Linked DNA regions of Mus musculus: regions 1 and 2 are each linked to region 3. A link is a contact called in public promoter capture Hi-C data. All regions are on one chromosome and are shown on one strand. The core of a region is the stretch at or near the end of the contact, and the rest is flanking DNA. Distances in the headings are between cores, read along the strand shown. Region 1 overlaps Limch1 (LIM and calponin homology domains 1). Region 2 overlaps Limch1 (LIM and calponin homology domains 1). Region 3 overlaps Limch1 (LIM and calponin homology domains 1).

What was found. Promoter capture Hi-C pulls out the DNA fragments that hold promoters and counts their contacts.
Region 1: a promoter capture Hi-C map of cranial neural crest shows a contact between it and region 3. The contact joins two enhancer-like sites. A contact is called at or near these places in 9 of 39 promoter capture datasets (3T3-L1-derived adipocytes, the C10 cell line, the HPC-7 cell line and 6 more), 4 of 484 Hi-C or Micro-C datasets (the N1E-115 cell line, bone marrow-derived macrophages, myocytes and 1 more), 9 of 115 datasets of contacts at active chromatin or transcription factors (craniofacial prominence, embryonic basal ganglia, embryonic forebrain and 6 more) and 1 of 9 other capture datasets (pancreatic islet).
Region 2: a contact with region 3 is called in a promoter capture Hi-C map of the C10 cell line. The contact joins two enhancer-like sites. A contact is called at or near these places in 8 of 39 promoter capture datasets (the C10 cell line, the HPC-7 cell line, cranial neural crest and 5 more), 4 of 484 Hi-C or Micro-C datasets (bone marrow-derived macrophages, cerebral cortex, cranial neural crest and 1 more), 7 of 115 datasets of contacts at active chromatin or transcription factors (craniofacial prominence, embryonic basal ganglia, embryonic forebrain and 4 more) and 3 of 9 other capture datasets (adipose tissue, embryonic stem cells and liver).

Annotation. Positions count from the first base shown.
Region 1 is chr5:66,765,526-66,769,324 of GRCm38.p6, forward strand. All of the region lies in intron 1 of Limch1 (LIM and calponin homology domains 1), which reads left to right. Among named protein-coding and RNA genes, the nearest start is that of Limch1, 22 kb to the left of the region's middle. Within about 2 kb of position 1,801, at least 9 of the 459 cell types and tissues checked have an H3K27ac peak or open chromatin away from gene starts, as enhancers often do.
Region 2 is chr5:66,798,540-66,802,130 of GRCm38.p6, forward strand. All of the region lies in intron 1 of Limch1 (LIM and calponin homology domains 1), which reads left to right. Among named protein-coding and RNA genes, the nearest start is that of Limch1, 54 kb to the left of the region's middle. Within about 2 kb of position 1,607, at least 22 of the 459 cell types and tissues checked have an H3K27ac peak or open chromatin away from gene starts, as enhancers often do.
Region 3 is chr5:66,990,462-66,994,113 of GRCm38.p6, forward strand. Limch1 (LIM and calponin homology domains 1) reads left to right here. Exons shown (of 26, transcript NM_001001980.3): 9 at 2,682-2,717. Among named protein-coding and RNA genes, the nearest start is that of Gm33040, 7.2 kb to the right of the region's middle. Within about 2 kb of position 2,315, at least 3 of the 459 cell types and tissues checked have an H3K27ac peak or open chromatin away from gene starts, as enhancers often do.

The DNA.
Region 1 (3,799 bases), core at 551-3,050, 230 kb before region 3:
GAAGTGGGTCTCAGATCTCATGAGGAGGACCAAAGGCTTTGTGGACCTGTTTTGAAACTACCACCAGGAAAAACAGAATCAACATGCAATTATAAGTGTAACTATTCATATATCATGTTTCATATATGAAGGATACAACAATAAATATAAACTCATTTTTTAAACAGTGAGGAATGTGAATTGTTTCCCCTAGATATATTTTACAAAACAGGCTAGTGACTTTCACTATAGAGATATGAAGAGTAATGACAGCAAATATCAACAAAGCTAATACAGGAATACAAGTACCCTTGTCCTCTGATCGCATCCGATACAGTAACGTGACACACTGGTAATATGCACTGTTCACATTTGAACTCATGTTGCTCAGAATTTCCTTCGGCTTCTGGAACTTTTTGTTTAAGCAGCATCTTGCAGGGCCTTGGGTTTCTTGCATTTTATTTTTTGAAATGCTCTGAGGTAGTCATTCTGGTCTCCTAGCTGTGCAGGCTTCAGCCAGTTCTCTATCCTGGCTGCATGTTAGAATGACTTTGGGAGCTCTCAGCTGGAGTGAGCTGGATCAGGGCGTGGGCAAGGCTGTTTCATGAGAGCTGTCTCTGACTGATTCCAGTGTGCAGGCAGGGTGGGGGCCTACAGATGACTAAACAGGCCAATGGACTACACGGGGGGGGGGGGGGGGATGTTGGCAGATGCAAGATGTAAAGTCATTTGAATTATGCTTTCTGTGGGGGTCTGTAAAGAGGTGTGTATCCAGGCAATACAGTCATGCTTTCTGCCAACAACTTCATCCCTAGGTCATGCGATGGAACAAAATAATCAGTGTTTTATGGTGGACTCTGATGAGACACATGACCAAATTTGGTAATGAGGGAGAAGGATTAAGGGACTTCTGCTCTTGTCAGTAGAGAAGGGGGTCTACTTCCATTCCCTTGGAGCTGGTTAGGACTTATGATAATAGATTGTAGCAGAATCAATTAACACTCCATTTCCAAGTCAGGCTACAGAATTTTTTTAAGAGTTATCTATCTGTCTGTCTGTCTGTCTGTCTGTCTGTCTGTCTGTCTGTCTATCCATCTATCTCTATCTATCTATCTATCTATCTATCTATCTATCTATCTATCTATCTATCTATCTATCTATCTATTTTAGGTATAGAAGAGGGTTATCGGATCCCATTATAGATGGTTGGTTGTGAGCCACCATGTGGTTGCTGTAAATTGAACTCAGGACCTCTGGAAGTGCTCTCAAGAGCTGAGCCATCTCTCCAGCCCTTCCAGGTTACAGCACCTCGTGTCATCACGCTCAGTGGTTCTTCCAGAGGTCCTGAGTTCAATTCCCAGTAACCACATGGTGGCTCACAACCATCTATCATGGGATCCTACACTCTCTTCTGGTATGTCTGAAGACAGTTACAGTGAACTCAAATACATAAAGTAAATCTTTAAAAAAAAAAAAGAGATGTTAGTGCCATCCTTGTTATATATGACAACCAAAGCCCAACTATAGACATTATCAAATGCCCCACAGGATGGTGGGCAAAGCCGGTCCTGGTTTGTATGCACTGCTCTAGCCTGTGAGTGCGTTTGATGAAAGTCACGATCACTGTCCAGCTGTGGATATCAGAAGATTAGGACTTATGATAATAGATTGCATGCTTTGCTGTGATTTTCTGAGTTGCTTTACAGAGGGACGGGTAGCCGAATCAGTGAACAAAACTGAGGCAAACCTGAGGGATGGTGAGTTATCTCGAGTTAGTACGGAGTGCGTGCCAGGCTGACACCATAGGCTCGGAGGCTATCTGTGAAGATCTTGCATGCCTCGGTATGAAGTGTGGGTGTGTTAGAGGGTCAGTTTCCGAGGGAAGGGGAGCTGAGGGCAGGAGGATGGGTGTGGAAGTTGTTCTCCTGATTGGTCCAGAGTCCCTGCACCTGGAGACTGAGCATGGGTTTACACGTGTGTGGGTACACATGTGACACTGTGCACATGTGGTGGTCAGAAACCAGCTAGCAGGAGCTGGTTCTTTGCTTCCACTGTGTAGGTTCTGGGGTGAAAATCAGTTGTTGGGCCCGGTGGCAGGCGCCTGTACTCACCGGGCCACCATATTGGCCTGTAAGGGTGATAGGCACAGGGCTGAAGCAGGGAGAGTAAATGGGCTGAGTTTGGTCTTGGGTTGGGATGGGTTCAGTTTGACGGCCCCTTTTCTTGATTATCTCATATAGCGTTATTGTTAAAGCCAACAAACATCACTGGGAGTCGTTCAAAGTCAGAGTTTCCCTTTAACTTTATAAGCTTGAGAGTGGGATTGAAATTGGAGACGAATAGGGAATTTAAGAGACAGCATGCACACAGGCATGCAGCACATGATGGTGTCAGAGACAGGGGGATTGTGAGTTTGAGGTCAGCTCCATCTACATAATGAAAACCAAAAATAAAAAAATCAATATATAAAAGCCATTCAAGGCATCACTCTGGGTTTATGTGATCAGGAACTGCTGAAAGGGAGGTTTCTCCTGACAAGGACGTTGGCCTGGCTCTCCAGAGCTCTGTTACATTTTCTTCAAGTTTTCTCTTTAGTTCTTCAGTGTCTTTTGCTTATTATCCCTTTGAAAACGGGAAGAGTTGGGTTGTCCTCTGAAGCAGTGGATAACTGTGTGAGCTGGCTCCCTTCCAGCCTGGCAGGCTTTTATTTCTTTAATGAATTCATTTCCTTCATCTGTTAATGATAAGCAGGCAAGTGAGGAATTCTTATCTGGATATACGGGTTGAACATCTGTTTCTAGTCCACTGTGGTGGTTTTGTGTTGTTGGTTTTTTTCTTTTTTTCTTTCTTTCTCGAGACAAGTGTTTTCTATATAGCCCTGGCTGTACTGGAACTTACTCTGTGGATCAGGCTAACCTTGAACTTACAGAGATCTACTTGCTTCTGCCTTCCAAAGACATGTGCCGCCACGCCCAGCTAGATTTCTTTGCTAAGAAATCCATGTGAACAAGTTTTCTTTTGTGCAAAGCCAGTTTTGATTAAGAATGTTATTTGAATACAGATTAAATACGAATGACTAGAGATTAAATTGATAACTCAGATTTTTTTAATATCCTGGATAATGCAAAGATGATAGTGGGTTTCCTTTAATCCTAAATGTTAGTGACAATATTCCCCTCCCCTCCCCTCCCCTCCCCTCCCCTCCCCTCCCCTCCCCTCCCCTCCCCTCCCCTCCCCTCCCCTCCCCTTCCTTCCCCTCCCCTCTTTCCCCCTTACCTCCCATGTTTTCCCCTCCTCTCCCCCCACTTCCCTTCTATTTTGTTTTCTTCTTTTGACAGAGTTTCATTAGGCAGCCCAGACTGGCCTTCAGTTTGTGATCCTCCTGGCCCAGCCCCTTAGGTGCTGGGTTATAGGTGTGAGCCATCAATTTGGCAACTCGGTTCTTAAAAGATGTACAGTTTTGTGCTTAAGACTCATTAGAGAGTTGTTGAGTTTATTCCACAAACTCAAGTTTTAGAAAGGAAAGCAAAGACTCTTTATGGAAGCTCATGGAATGCCCTCCTCCTCTCCCCTATCCTCCCCTTCCTCTCCCTCCTCCCCTCTCCTCCCCCCTCCTCCTCCTCTCCCTCCTCCCCCTCCTCCCCCTCCTCCTCCATCTCTTCTGAAGGAAAACTGTAGACTGGGTAATATATACAGGAGAGCAATGCTGTTTGTGTACCCGGCTTGCAGGACAAGAATGGATCTGTTCCCTGTATGACTCAGGGACAATAGTCTCCCATTTCCCTTTCTCACAGGGAAGAGCTATAAAAAGGAGCCTCAT
Region 2 (3,591 bases), core at 357-2,856, 190 kb before region 3:
TTTATTATGAGCTTGAACCTGGCAGTTTCCCATTATGAACAGTGTGTGTTTAGAGCAATTCACTTAGTGCAATCTGTTGAAGGTTCCATGCATTGTGGAGGAACTATCTGGGAACGATTGTTTTCTGACCGGAGCTAAACAGCCCACCCAGCGCACACTGCTGCTGCCTCCAGCCAGCTCTGTCGTTTCCTCCCGGGGACTCTCCCTCTTAGACTTTTGGTTGGCACGGAAACATTAGTGTTCAGATGAGCCACCCCACTCCTGAGTTCACTTTGACAGGTCTGTGTAAACAACTTCTTCAGCTTTGTTGAAATTAGTGGAAAAATCTAGGCCATTCTGTTTATAGTTCACGGCTATTGAGCAATTGATGTTGGTTTGCCTTTCATCTGAAATATTCATTAGAGGTGAGAAGCTAAGCAGGGAACACATCCGTTGGTACACCTGGTACACAGAGGAGCACCTGCTGGAAGTTTCTGGTGAAACTCCAGTTAACTCTTAGCTCCCCATGGCTGGAGATGGATGTGGCATCAGAGGTTGAGTGCTCTTATCTGAAGCATTTGGGACTACAGATATTTCAGATTGCAGATTTTGGTATGGCTGTGTACACATAGATATCTTGTGTGCATGTTTGCATGTTTATGTGCACAGGTCTGTCACCCTGGCTGGTCAGTGAGCCCCAGGGCCTTGCACCTCCTAAATGGGAAAGTTACAGATGTGCACAGATGTGCACTACTTTGCCAGGCTTCTTACATGGCTACCAGAGATCCAAGTTCAGGTTCTCATGCTCGCCCCACAAGTAGTCAGTTTACTGGCTCCCTCAGCCCTTTCACATGAGCATAAGACCCAAGCCTACACATACACACACACACACACACACACCTACCTTTACATATAGGCAAAAAGATAATTTTCTATATCTTAAATCATTCTGTATAAGAGACAAGTTTGTTTATCACAGATGACAGAGTCCAGGAGAGCCCCTTTTCATTTGGGGATGATAAGCTGTCTGAATGTGACCTGTTGTAGGTGGCCAGGAGTGAAGTTCTCCCCTAGTTGTCTTGGAGACACTCAGAAAGTGTCAGGTATTAGAACATTTTGGATATTTTGATCGAGGGCATTCAACCTTTGTTAGTTTTTAATCCCTCTAGCCTGATGCAGTTCAGGGGCAGAGGAAGAAACACAATTAAAGTTGGGAGAATTGATAAATGTGTAAGCATTTAGTGAGCAGAGATGGTGACCAGATGTCAGCCATTTTACATCTGAGTATTTCTTGGAAAGGTAGGAGGGGGAGCTGCTTAATCGTTTGTTTATTTGTTTGTTTGTTTTTCAGAGTTTCTTTTGCTATTTCTGCTCCATGTACCCTTCTTTCACAAACCCTCTAGGGTCTGCCTGTCTGCCTGTTTCCTTTCTTCTCACTCACAGAATGGTGGTATCACATGTACATTTGAGCACCACAGAGAGTTTGTCTCCAAGCACATCAAGAATGGCTTTTGCTTTCTTTTTGCCAAAAGGGTCTAGAGAATGGGCCGTTTTATGTTTATCTGTCTGAAAGACTGCTCCTGCCCTCCTTCCCTACTGACCTCTGCCCAGCCCAGGCAAGAACTCAATTGGTCCCATGCAGTGACCACCCCTTTGGTCAGACAGTTCTGGAAGTCTATGTGTGTTCGTCTCCTTGAAAAAGTGGAAGAAGAGGGCAGCCGGGGTCTGTCCCAGAGCCGCAGCCTCGTATTTATTTTTCTTCATTTGCACAGACGAGTATTTGCTGGGAGACCTTGCACCTCTGCTCAGGCAGACTCTGAGTTATAAAAATACAGAGCAAAAAAAAATAAAACAGAAGCCAGACTGAAGGTTATCTCACCCAAACAGGGCTCCTTCCTTCTTTCGATTGTACAAACAAACTCAGTCCCCAGTTAGGGTGTAATCCATCATCCCCGGGAACCCAGCGTGCTTCTGCTTTTGTCTTTAATTGAGGCCTCATTGTCTGGTCCTCGGGGGCTCTGCTCTGCTTCTCGTCCTGTTTGCCCACCAAATGGTGAGTCTGCATGAAAGAGAAGAATAGTCGCCTGGCTTCCTCTTCCTTCCATGTAGTCAGCTATTGTAGGGGGCGGAGGTCATCTCTAAATGTGTTGTGGGGGATAATAAACAGTTTTCCTTGGGTGGTCTTAGCTGTTGAACAGGTTACTCTGGAGCTGAGATTGTCCAAAGTCACTTTTAAAATGGGGGAAATGTGATCTGCCTGATCTTTGGAAGAGAGGGGGAATACAGTAGTAGAGAGAGACACGTTGGACCCAGTAGTGAAGAATGGACATGAGGGAGGGGCTTTGTGTATGTGCCTTACCTTCCTTGTGTATCCTTTGTATGATGGCATCAATTGCAACCTGTCCTGGGTCACTGTGACGAAATGCGTCACTCTCTCTGAAGGACTTAGAATGGTGCCTGGTATATAGTCGGCACTGTAAAAATTGTTTTCAATGAGAAATGGCAGTAGGAAACCATCAGGAGGGATTAATGCCAAGAAGTTCAACAGAGGCACCGGGCAGGGGGTGTGGCTCTGTGAATACAGCCTTTGCCCACACAAGTGTGAGTCTGGGTTTCTGGCTTCCATGGAAAAGCCAGGCAGGTGCGGTGGCTGCCTGCTATCCCAGCACTTTAGAGGCAGAAGTAGGCGGTGCCCAGGACAAGCTTGACTCATAGACTAACTGGAATAGGTGGGCTCTCATCCAGGGATCTGGCTTCAACAAATAGTTGATTTCAACTTTGAGCTTCTCTATGTGTTCAGGCACATACACACACGTACAGGAATGCATGTATGCGCATCCCTTACCCACAAACATATAGTTGCACAAAGAAGAGATGAGACCAGTTTGACAGGGCCCAACCTTAACCAGCAGGCCACCAGGGACCATCAGGGAGAGAACCAGTTTGAAATGGAGGCAGCTAACTGGTGGCGATGGGAGAAGCCGAGAAAGCGCGAGGTCTAAGATCAAAGGCTGGACAATAAGTTTGCCCCTTTGAAGATACTCAGAGTGTGAATTTCAGTCAGCCACTTAATGCTCCATCTGTAAAGGGAGATTGACTCAGTGTTTCTCTCTCTCTCTCTCTCTCTCTCTCTCTCTCTCTCTCTCTCTCTCTCTCTCAATGTGTGTATGATAAGTATTTGTGTGTAAATATCTTTGTGTGTGTGTGTGTGTACATATATGGAAATCAGAAACCGATATGGCATCTTCAATATTTTTTTTCTTCTCTAGCTTATCTTTTGAGGCAGAATCTCCCACTGACCCCAGTGCTAACCACTGATTAAGGCTGGCCAGCACCGGCCAGGGATCCCCGTGCGTCTGCCTCACCAGTGCTGAGATTACAGTCATATGCTGCTGCTGTCTTTTCCTCACGGATGATGGGAATCTGAACTCAGGTCCTCAGGCCTGTGGCTTGTGCAGTGAGCATGTGACTGGCCACGGCTTAGCATCTCTGAAGTGCGTTTCACTCCAAGACATCCACAGGCTGCTGGCTCCTGTTTTTCCTGGAATGCTGGAGACAGAAGCTAGATAGATGATGGCTGTAGGTGGTGGGCAATGAGGACAGAGGGAAGAG
Region 3 (3,652 bases), core at 1,065-3,564:
GCTATTGTCTACTCTCACTTCAAATTAGTTCGGAGGGATCCACCACTGAATTATTGTGGATTCTAAGACGCTCTCTTAGTGCCGGAAGCTGTATGAACATAATCAGTTGGTATATGCCTTGTTTCTGTCACCCTTCTGAATGCTACTACCCTCAGATTGGAACTTCATTAATTGACTTTTCTGGTAGGTTGCTCATTCCAAGTCTGTCACAGTCATCAATTCTATACCCTATAGCATTAAGACATTCTTTACCCAGAGTATCTCCTACTTTGCATTTAAGGATCTCTATGGGAGAGGGAGAGGGAAGGGAGAGGGAGAGAGGGAGGGAGGGAGAGAGGGAGAGAGGGAGAGAGGTAGGGAGGGAGAGAGAGAGAGAGAGAGAGAGAGAGAGAGAGAGAGAGAGAGAGAGAGCAGACCTGCTTGACAACTGAAAAGGCCCCTTGAAGCCAAGTGCTAATCACCTTCCTCTTAATCAGCAAAGACAGTCTTTCTTACATCTGTGGTCCTTAAAACTAACACATCCATCTACGAGGAAACGCCTTAGATCCATGAGCGCACAGAAAACGGAGCACAGAAGGCGATCCTCAGAGTCTGCTGCTCTTGCCAGTATCCCAAAACTACCTCTCAGGGGCCTCCTCCAGCCACTGCCGAGGGAGAACAGCCAGAAAGCTTCTTGCAGGGTGAGACTCAGAATTTAGGAAGAATCTGTCACCAGCAGAGACCTCCTTGAACGCTGTTTCATTGTTCTGTGAAGAAAACAATTGAAGTTCAGATCCATCCCGAAGCTAACAGTTAGCTAGGACAAGACTGTGTGTGCACCATAAGCTCCGAGTTCCGAGTTGTGTTGTACTTCGATAAAATACTAACTGGATATCCAAATAGAGACACGAGGCCACACAATTGTTAGTTAACCATTTCTCCATTATTTATCCATCAAGAATAACTTCTCTTTCAAAGATGGTTTAGCAAGCCCCGCATTTGAATATGAGTGCTCTAGTGGGCCTTTTTACTGACTAAAATCCATGTATCCAGGCTTCAGAAGTGACCCTGCTCATGCTCCCTCCCTAGTGGGGAAGAGTCCTCGCGTCACTTGCCTCACAGTTGGGGCATTTGGGGCACACTGAGGATCCTGCTTAAACTAGTACCTTTTGGGAGTGGCCCCTGCAGAACAGAATGTGTCTTCTGCCAGCACAGTCTTCTCACAGTCCTTTGGTTGGCTTGCTTTTGTCCATTCCAACAGAAAGCTGGGGTCTTACCCACAGATTTGATAACTGAAAAGGCCCCTTGAAGCCAAGTGCTAACTACCTTCTTCTTATCAGCAAAGGCAGTCTTGATTTTCAGGTTTTCCCTATGAATGAAATAATAATTGTCAATAAATGTGGAATGTTCTAGAATGATGAAAGTTGAAAGAAAGAAAGGAGTGTGTGTGTGTGTGTGTGTGTGTGTGTGTGTGTGTGTGTTTTCATGCATTGTTGGGGCAATTTCTCTAAAATTATAGGAAGAAACATTCAGAAATTACCTGATAGGCTACCGATCATGGGACAAGGTAATGTTTTGCTGACCAGGTGTGGTTTCTGGAAGCTAGAAGCAGGATAGAGTCTCCTTACAGCATTCAGAATACAGAAGTGACAGCCGGATGGTGGTGGCGGCAGCGGCGCACACCTTTAATCCCAGCACTTGGGAGGCAGAGGCAGGAGGATTTCTGAGTTCAAGGCCAGCCTGGTCTACAGAGTGAGTTCCAGGACAGCCAGAGTTACACAGAGAAACCCTGTCTCGAAAAACCAAAAAGAAAAAAGAAAAAAAGAAAAGAAAAGAATACAGAAGTGAGAGAAGTGAGCAGCCTTTTGGGAGCAGAAGAAGACAGTGCCTTGCTGCAGGGATGCTTGATCACGGGAGTTTTTCATTCAGATGCGTGCTCCTGTACAGTGATGTTCTCACCTTCAGATCTTTTCTACTGTGTAGCTTCATTTGGGCCTCACATAATCATACTGCCGAGGATGTAGCTTTGTAAACCCAGATTAGCAGGAGAATAGAAAAGATCAGGACAAACCTTGTTTTTTTCCAGCTGTGGGATAGCCTCTGAGTCTGGTTTTGATTAAGACGACCCGTTTTCTAGGAATTGTGGTTTCTGTCAAATGCAGGCGGAAAGTACTGATTGGAGTTCTGGCTGAAGTTCTGATTTGCTCTTAGAAAACCCGTAGGAATAGCCTTTGATATTGTCTGTGCATTAACACATCAGAGCAGCTCAGTGAGGGTTCATGTATGTTGCATGTCCATGACGGCCCATTACACCAACACAGGGGCATGAGCCATGTGTGTGCGAATAACTGTAGTGTATTTGCATTTTAGGCTGTCTTTTCCGAATACTGTGAGTTAACCCCAAGCTTTTGTGTTTCCATTAAACAGAGTTTTCTTTGTGGGCAGCATGGGATTTTTTTGATTTCTCTTCTGGGTCTTAATGGCAACTTTATACCCTTTGGAAATATGAAGGCTTTGATTTTGGCTTTTTTTTTAAGTAGCTAATGAATATTGCTAATTGTGTAACAACATTTCTCTTACAGCATGACCAGCAAAAAAGGTTTGGTAGACACGAACTGATTTCTCCCACAGTTTGTTTTTCCAGGTTGGTCACAGCATCCGCTCTCTGCCAGCCCTCTCTAATTTTGTATTTGATCTTGTAGATACGGTCCCAGAACTCCTGTGTCAGATGACGCAGAGTAAGTGGCATCTATCGTGTTCATAGGATCACATTAATCACTAGCCTAAACTGCATGCTTCCTGTACTTACCACTAATTGGCATGCAACGGAGGCTGCAGAGAGCTGCACAGTCAGCCCAGTGCACAGACGAGCACCGGGGTGCCACCGGGGTCGTGTGTTCTGTGCAGGGGAAGTGATGGAGACAGCAACTTAAGCATGATGCTAATGTGTGGCTAATGCTGCAGCTTTGCCGCTCATTTCCCACTGCCTGGCATGCTCAAGCCGCTCTTATGACTTGGACATTGGTACCCTTCCTGAACCATTGAATTAGGGAAGGGGGTGTCATGAGGTTTGCAGTTTAACTCCCAATGCACAGGGGCTTAGCCTAAACAAAGAAGTAGTCATTCTTACAGTCACTTTTTTCCCCAAAACTAAAAAAAAAAAAAAAAAAAAAAAACCAACCAAATCCTAAACCACTAATTATAGATTCAGAAGCCCAAGTCTCTACCAGGTTGGAGTTGTATAAACTGTGGGATGTTTAAGACCCAAACATTGGGGTTTTGTTCAAGTTCTGTGGCATAGCAAGGGGTCAAGGGTATAAAACAAGAACCCGGGTTCCTCTGCCTACCGCTTGCTTTTCTTCTGGAACAGAGGTCTCTTCCCTACCCTGCACCTCACATCCCAGGTTGAGAAAAATCGTATTCACCCCATCTGTGACCTTACAAACTCTGTCCCAAAGTTGGCTTTCCTGTAAGCAGAACCTTGTGCCCTTGATGTACAAGGCCGAAGGTTTTTCAGGATGATCTTCTTGGGTGTGGTGATTGGTCTTCTGAGGAAAAGGATTTAATATTTCATTCCAACACGAGTTGCACAAAAGTGTCCACGTGGCCTGACAGAGACCTGGCCATCAGCAGAACGATGGATGTTGCTTGCTCTCCTGACCCAAGTTCCACA